2 separate regions of the Mustela erminea genome follow, and region 2 is linked to region 1. The links are chromatin contacts, called in public Hi-C maps. All regions are on one chromosome and are shown on one strand. The core of a region is the stretch at or near the end of the contact, and the rest is flanking DNA. Distances in the headings are between cores, read along the strand shown.

Region 1 (4,125 bases), core at 1,097-3,596:
AGAAATGATAGAATATCACTGTTTTGTAGTTGCTAATGAAGTAATGGGTTTAGAAATGGTCAATGACTAACATCACAAAGGGAGATCCAACAAAATGGAGACAGCCAAACATCTGCGGACCTCTGACCACTGACACAATACTCCCCACAACGAAGCCGTGCCAAAAAAAGTCTCAAACATCAGTCAGATCAAAGTTTCGGTCTAGATCCAACTACCAATTTATAGGAAATCTGAGGACAGAGGAACATCATGAACTACATCAGTCAGCAAACTCCAGCCTGGTAAATGTGTCAGGACAACTGAGCCAGTCTCTTCAATTAAATTTCAGTGGAGGGAGAGTGAGAGATTACAAATGAATCAAAGACTGGGAAAAAAAAAAAAAAAAGAGGCAAAACTAAACTACAGTGTATTTTGGGAACTACAGAGAATATAAAGAAAATTAAGGAAATGATTAAAAGTCATAATAGGGATATTCTTAGCAGGGAGGGAGGAGTTATAAATGGTAGGGCATTGGGCTCCTGGGTGGCTCAGTTGGGTAAGTGTCCCACTCTTGGTTTCTGCTGAGGTCATGGGATCGAGCCATGCATCTGGCTCCAGGCTCAGCACAGAGCCTGCTTCAAGATTTTGTCTCGGATCCTGCCTTTGGCTCTGGTCATGATCTCAGGGTTCTGGGATCTTGTCCCAGAACTGGGGCTTCTTGCTCAGCTGGGAGCCTGCTTCTCCCTCTGCCTACTGCTTCGCTCTGCTCATGCTCTGACAAATAAATAAAATCTTAAAAAAAAAAAAAATTGTCTCTTGCTCTCTCTGTCCTTCCTCCCATAAATAAATAAATAAATAAATAAATAAATAAATAAATCTTTTAAGTTGTAAAGGGCACATGGAGGGATATTCAGGGATAGCAAAATCTGGCACGGATGTTTACAAGGGGGTTTGCCTTATAACAATTCATTCATCTGCACATTGGTGTTAGGGGTTTTACAGGGTGTATTATCTTTAATCATAAAGGACTCTGTGTGGGTTTCATATTACATTGGGTAGCTCACAACCTCTAGGACCAAAGGACGAGTTTTAGAGGCTGTGCGGTCAAGACCACTGTTCAAATCAGGCTTAGCAGAATTGGTCTACTGAGGCCGGACGGCTCCTGCGGCTGAACGTTGTGCCCCAGCCATGGTTACTGCCGCCTCTGAGAACAGTATGGCTGCCACCGATGCCAAACTCCTTGCCAAGGTCGGAACCGCGCAGCCCCGGCTTCTTTCAGTAGCTTTTGCTGCGATGTCTAAGATGGTTCAGTTGGTTGGTGACGCCCAGAGCGCATGCCCGTGCCCCAGAGGTGGGGGAATGGTCAGTGACCCATTGAGAGAGTCTTGCGTGCCGCTTCCATAGCGTGGGGTGGGCTCTGACTCTCGGCGGGGGCTTCAGGTGCTGGGTGGGGTGACACATGCTCCCACGCCGGTGATGTTCGAACCTTACCGCGCATCAGAATCACCGAGGAAGCGCTTTAAAAATACCAACGCCAAGGTTGCACCCAGCCCGATTAACGCAGTATGGGCTGAGACTGGAGTGTGAGCGGTTTTTTGTTGATGAACCAGTGCCTACACCCTTGAGCTGGTTCCGATGAGCCACAGCGGAGTCACCTGGGAGCTTGTTAGAAACGCAGAGTCTCGGCACCCACGGACGGCCCTTCTGAATCAGAATCTGCCTTTAAATCGAAGTCCCAGGCGATGCTTAGTGCGCATGTCCCAGCTTGAGGAGGGCTGAGTCCGACTCGAACTCCAAGGCCAGCCCCAGGCTCCCCAGCAAGGGCATTGCGCTCCCCTGCAGGGAAGGATTCCCGATTCTCCCCACCGCCGAGAGCACTTTTGACCGACGTCTCCACCGGGCGTAACTGCCGACTTCCTTGGTTGCCAGTAGTTGTCTTCTGCAGGCTCATGTCCTTCCCACTCTGGAGGGCAGGGACCCTCGTGCCCTTTGTGTTTCCACGGCGCTAAGTGCGCTGCTGCCCACGCGGCAAGCGTCCGGGACACGCGGTAAGTGACGCGGTGACTTCCCTTCGGTTTCTTTCGCTCCACTCCCTGAGCCGGAGCTGCGCTGGCCTCCTGGTGCCCCCTGCCGCCTTCATGCACGCGCAGGTGCATTACAATTTGAAGGCAACTTTGAATATGATTTTTAAAAGAATAAGAATTTTAAAATTCAAGCCTAGGGCCTGTTCCGGATACAGGACAGATGGGTTGACTCCTGTGACTCTCAATTCCCTTTTCTCCAGAAGCGGGGCTAGAAAGCACTCCGAGCCTCAGTTCAGCGTAAATACCTACGTCGCTCTTTCCCCTCTGCGGGATTAACCAAGATCGAACACTTTTAACTCTTCCGGGTTGGCCCGGTAGCTGGGGGACATCTATAAATTAAATATAGAGTCACTGGGCCACCTTGTGACCATTTCTGAGAACTGCATGTCTTCATTGGGTCACAAGAAACTTCCTAGAGCCCGTCAGTCTGGAGATCCCATCCTGTAGGATTTTTTTTTTTTTTTAAGATTTTTTATTTATTTGAGAGAAAGATCACAGGTAGGCGGAGCAGCAGGCAGAGAGGGGGAAGCAGGTTCTCCGCTGAGCAGAGAGCCTGATTAGGGGCTGGATTTCAGGACCCCAAGATCATGACCTGAGGGGAAGGCAGAGGCTTAACCCACTGAGCCACCCAGGCACCCCATCCTATAGGATTTCTGGTAAGCAGAGCCAGGCAAAATTAAGTGGGAGATACAGGCTTCCAGTTACAAGACGGTAAGTCTTGGGAATAAAAGGCACAGCTTAGGGCATATAGTCAACAACATTGTCATAGCGCTGCATGGTGACAGATGGGAGCTACACACCTGCGGTGAGCATAGCATAACGTATAGATTTCCAGAATCACCATGTTGTACTTCTGAAACTAATGTAACATTTTGTGTCAACTATACTATAAAATGTTCAAAGGCAGGCAATCTGTGAGAATTAAAAGATTTATTAATGCAAATACTGAACCTAAGTCTTCTAAAAACGGGAGATGGGCAACAGCTGGAGGGGAATCTCCTAGAGCGGAAGTTACAAGCTCACCGTTTTCCAAGAGGAGCGCCGGTAAGAAGTGAGCAATTTTGCCCTGAATCCAAGAGTTCCAGGATGTAGGGCCACCAGGTACCACTGAGATGGCAGGTGTGAGACAGTAGACAAACGTGGGACCAGTAGGAAGTCTCTGTAAGAGGTCCTGGGTGCCCCGGGTGTACCTGATCATCGCTTGTAGCCAGGAGGTACTGCCACCCCTCCTGAACGTTTAGGAGCTGCAGAAATGGAACAAGAGGGGCTCCACACTCAACGGCACCAGGCAGACAGAGGGAAAGGTGGGGTGAGGCACGAGGTCCACAGCAGCGGGTTCAGTGAACGGCTACTTCTTGAATGATGGCTTCCTCAGATTCTCTCCGCCTTCCCCCCTCCCTTCCCCCGGTTTTGGCCTCCAGACGTAGGTACCCAGGCAGAAGATTAGGAAGGTCTCTGGAAAACCTGGCTCAAGAGAAAAGAGCGACCAACCGTGTCACTTGGAGGTACACCAACTAAAAGTTCAGCTCCCTGCGGATGGTGCCATGCTGAAGGTTTCTAGTCACCAAGTCAGACGCACATATGTCAAGTTTCCAAATCTACCTAAAACCTCTGTGAAACCAAACAGGAGAAACGTAGACAGTAAAAATGCACATACGTGATACCCAGACTGTACAGATACCTGCCTTCAATCAGATACCCAGATCTGTGTGGTGACGTAAAAGAAGAAAACAGCTAACAAAGAAACAAGAAAAGGAAATTTAAAAACTGCAAAAACCAAAGAGAAACCTCAAACCCACTGTAATGAATGAATGTCATGTAATGAATATACGTGGGTAGGACATGATATTGAATCCATAAAGCAAGAACACGATGCAGGGGCATCCGGCTGGCTCAGTCGGTAGAGCGTGCAACTCTTGATCTTGGGGCTAAGTTCCATGCCAGAGTGGGGGTAGAGGTCACTTAAGTAAAAAGAGGTGCGCCTGGGTGGCTCAGTCGGGTAAACATCTGCCTCCAGCTCAGGTCATGATCCTGGGCTTCTGGGACGGAGCCCTTTGTTGGG
Region 2 (4,125 bases), core at 1,186-3,685, 180 kb before region 1:
AATTGTTTGTGAGGATAGAAGGCACCTTACCTGTGATTCAACCAATGGTGATACAGAGATGTTGGAGAAAAAAGAAAATGGGGTAGATTTCCAAAATAAGTACATATGGGCGTGTTTTAGGAGTTGCCTGGCGGGTGTGCCTGGCTAGCTCAGTTGGTTAAGTGTCTAACTCTTTTCTTTTTAACTTTTTTAAAATTTTAATTTTTTAATAAAGATTATGTATTTATTTAACAGAGAGAGACATATAGTGAGAGAGGAAACAAGCAGGGGGAGCGGCAAAGGGAGAGGGAGAAGCAGGCTCCCAGCTGAGCAGGGAGCCAGATGTGGGGCTCCATCCCAGGACCCTAGAATCATGACCTGGGCTGAAGGCAGATGCTTAACGACTGAGCCACCCAGGCGCCCCGAGTGTCTGATTCCTGATTTTGGCTCAGGTCAGGATCTCAGGGTTGTGAGATGGAGCCCTGCATAGGACTCTGCACTGGGCCTGGAGCCTGCTTGAGATTTTTTTGTTGTTGTTGTTTTAAGATTTTACTTATTTATTTGTCAGAGAGAGAGCACAAGCAGGGGGAGCGGCAGGCAGAGGGAGAAGCAGGCTCTTGGGTGAGCAAGGAGCCCGATGTAGGACTCGATTCCAGGACCCCGAGATCATGACCTGAGCCAAAGGCAGATGCTTAACCGACTGAGCTACCCAGGCGTCCCACTTAAGAGCCTTTCTCTCCTGTTCCCTCTGCCCCTGGCGTGCTGTCCCTCTATTTCTAAAATAAAACTAAACCAAACACCCCCCCCCAAAATACCCCTGCATGCAGTTTGGGGGGCAACTCTGTGCAAGTTGAAGTCAATATGTAGGGCCTGATTCTCCCCAAAGATTTCTGTAAAGAAAACACTACACAGATATGCCCCAGTGGGAAGCTTTTGAGAAATGATCAATTTTCAGGCTTTCTGATGGCAAGGAAAACACCTTTTCTCTCTTTGCACTACTCTCCTCGAGCAAGACAAGACGGATGGTGGGGAAAAGAGGAGAGAGAGAAGAAGGGGGAACAGGGCCTCACAAGCAACTAAGCTCTCCTGTTCTGCCCAGAACTGTTTGGCGTGGGGAGGAGGGGGTTGAGGCACACAAAGAGCAGGTCAGGAGCACAGCTTCACCTTTAAAGCCAAAGAGACGGAGACAATGGGCTAGGAAAGCCAGCAGGCATCCGGGGTATATGGGAATTCTTTGCACTGTTCTTGCAATGCTCAGTTTTCAAAATAAAAAGTTAAAAAACATGCCTTCTCAGAGTCTCTCATCTCATCTCTATCTAATGTAAAGACATTCCTCAACCTGCAAACTTTTTTCTTTTCAAAGCTTTTATTTTGGGGGCTCCTGGGTGGCTCAGTTGGTTAAGCACCTGACTTCAGCTCACGTCATGATCTCAGGGTCTTGGGTTGAGTCCTGCTCGCAGCAGGGAATCTGCTTCCTCTCCCTCTTCCTATGCCCCTTACCCTGCCCCGATCTCTCTCTAATAAATAAATAAAACCTTATTTGTTTGTTTATTTGAGTGATAGAGAGCACAAGAGGGGAGAAGGTCAGTGGGAAAAGCACACTCCCTGTGGAGCTGGAAACCTGATGCAGGACTGGATACTGGTACTCTTCGGGATCATGACCTGAGCCAAAGGCAGTGACTTAACCAACAGAGCCACCCAGCTGCCCAATAAATAAAATCTTTTAAAAAAAATTACTTTTAAGTTATTTCTATACCGAACATGGGGCTTGAATCCACAACCCCAAGGTCAAGAGTTGCATTCTCTACCAGTTGAGCCAGCCAGGCACCCCTGTAAAACTTAAGTTGAGAAACTCAGAATTCTAACTACAAAATCAATAACCCTACAAATCAGAAGCCTCACCAGCATCTCTCTCCAGCAGAGGGCACTAAAGTAGTGGCTTTCAAGCTGGGCTTCCTTTCAGAATCTCCTGGAAGCTTTGCGTCAAGTCCAAAGGGACACCATTGAAAAGTCCTCTATTCATGAACTTGCCACTTACAAAGCTGCAATGTGTAAGCTTGGGTAGGGCCAGCCTTTTAGACAGCAGATCGATTAAATAGGCATCTGATGTTTTGGGGAGAAGCCAGAGACCTTTATAGCTAGATTCCCACCTAGTGTTGGGGAGAATCCTGTGCTATCTTGTCATTAATATTCCTAAGATAAAGAGAGCAAAGAACCCCCAGGAAAGTGCTTTGGTATTCAGCCTCCTAAACAGCCCTGTACAGATTTTCAGTTAAAGGACTGTGGTTGGGCTGAGTGAGGCAGTCAGTCCCTCTGTTGGGTTTGAGGAGCATCTTATTCTTCAAGCCACCAGCAGGGGGAGCGATACACCAAGTCGGCGGATGCAAACTGTCCCTTCCAGCTTGGCTGTAGAGAAACAGGTGGAAATGCTGAATCACCAGGCTGAGCTGCTTGACCAAGCCTGGGTCACACCGCTATCATTTCCTGATCTGATCACTTCCCTGCATTCCGGACCGGGCTGTGAGCTCTGACCGTGTCTGATTTACCTTCAGTCTGGAGAGTCCTGTACACAGTGCCCAACACAGGAAGGCAAATATTAACTATTGTTGCTGTTTTTGGCAGCCGATGAATGAATCTTCTCCAGACTGACCGGATGTTGTCATTCACTGGGACTGCCAAAAGGCTGAGACGCTCTTCCCTTCCTTGGGTCCCTCACGGGGCACCTGAGACATTTTGTTTTGGGCAGAACACCCTTCCTTCGTGAAGACGCCTACGTTGGAGAAATCCATCCTCCACCTGCATCTTTCCTACCCATCTCCAAATCCACAGAAAACCACTGTCACCGCAGACCGCTGGCCGCCCCCAACCTGGGGTGCGCCCAGACCAGGCGGTGAGGGACTCACACTCCGGCGGGCACAAGTGGCTGAAACTTCCACTGTTCCTCCTCACAGTCCAGGAAGAGCCGGTTCATGATCTTGTTCTTCTCCTCAGGGGGTATGAAGTTCTCGATGATCAGGTACCTGGGAGCAGGAATGAGGTAGAGATGGGAAACTGGGGAGGGAGAGACCACAGGGGGCACGCGAGGGTTGGAGCAAGATGTCAAGAGGCAAGTCAAAAGGGAACAGAGGAGACGGAAAATCCGGACAGCTGGAGAAGTGAGGATCCCTACAGCAATCACAGAACTTGAAACCCCTGTTTCTGGGGCAAAGACTGTGGACTCAGGGCCCAAGGGGTCACTCCTGGCCAGTACCCAGCATGCACTTCGGGAGACTCATCGCTGCGGCCGGGCAGAGGAAGGAGAAGGAAACAGGCAGTATAAGCAACTCGTCCTCCCCCCTCAGACACATTTTATTCCTAAGGGATGTGGACTCCTGGGGGAGTAGACGGCTGGAACGAGGCCTTGAGGAAGGAATAAGCCCTCAGAGAGAGGCCAGGTAGTGATGGACAGCGGAGGACCAGCAATGGGAAGAGGAGGGGGCCCTACTTGAGCTTGAGCTCCCGGGTCTGCTCATTCTGCGCCTCCTCCAGGTCCTGCCGAACGCGGATGTACTCGTCGTGCTGGTCCTGGATCTCTGCCTTCACCGCCTGCAGCTTGGCGTAGAGCTGTGCGGGGACAGGCGCCGCTCAGAGGCTGCGCCGTGGGGTGGCGAGGCCCCTGTCTCCCGGCCCAGACCCCGATGCTGCAGGCTCAGGCTCCACCAGCTGAGTCCAGGGCGAGGCCCCTGCCTCCTCCCTCCTGCCCTACCACAGATGAGGGCGGGTTTTTCAAAGGGCCACCCTGTCCCTCCTCCCCTAGGACCTGTTACCTGCTCCCTCTCCGAGGCTGTCACCTTGTGGAAAACTGAAAGGGACCCGAGAGACATTTTAGTCCCAACACCCTCTTTTGGTAGAGGAGGTGACTCAGGGACACAGTTGCTCAAGGTCACACCACTAGTTACAAGAAGAGTCCGGGTCAGGACCCAAGTACAGAACTGCCGTGCCGGAGTCCTGGAGGGAAGGGGGCCTAAGCCAGTTTGGAAGGTGACCTGTCCCACTCCTGCCTCTCCAGGATCATGATCTGGCTTTCCTGGAGCGATCCCGCTCCTAACCCGCCAAGAGGAAGATACGTCCCTGGAAACTGCCACTGCAGCTGGGCCTCCTCCTGGC

Evidence for each region. A called contact is a pair of places that touch in the nucleus more often than the background predicts.
Region 2: a Hi-C map of spleen shows a contact between it and region 1, with 11 times the contacts expected there. The contact joins two enhancer-like sites. A contact is called at or near these places in 2 of 3 Hi-C or Micro-C datasets (fibroblasts and spleen).

Annotation. Positions count from the first base shown.
Region 1 is chr7:121,535,997-121,540,121 of mMusErm1.Pri, reverse strand. It overlaps LOC116596413, which reads right to left. Exons shown (of 8, transcript XM_032353714.1): 6 at 3,254-3,307; 7 at 3,087-3,170; 8 at 2,336-2,392. The coding sequence ends at 2,336. Among named protein-coding and RNA genes, the nearest start is that of GAREM2, 20 kb to the right of the region's middle. Within about 2 kb of position 2,346, the one cell type or tissue checked has open chromatin away from gene starts, as enhancers often do. A contact at or near this core is called in fibroblasts, where this site is marked.
Region 2 is chr7:121,711,186-121,715,310 of mMusErm1.Pri, reverse strand. It overlaps KIF3C (kinesin-like protein KIF3C), which reads right to left. Exons shown (of 8, transcript XM_032353109.1): 4 at 3,464-3,582; 5 at 2,883-2,999. Among named protein-coding and RNA genes, the nearest start is that of KIF3C, 26 kb to the right of the region's middle. Within about 2 kb of position 2,435, the one cell type or tissue checked has open chromatin away from gene starts, as enhancers often do. A contact at or near this core is called in fibroblasts, where this site is marked.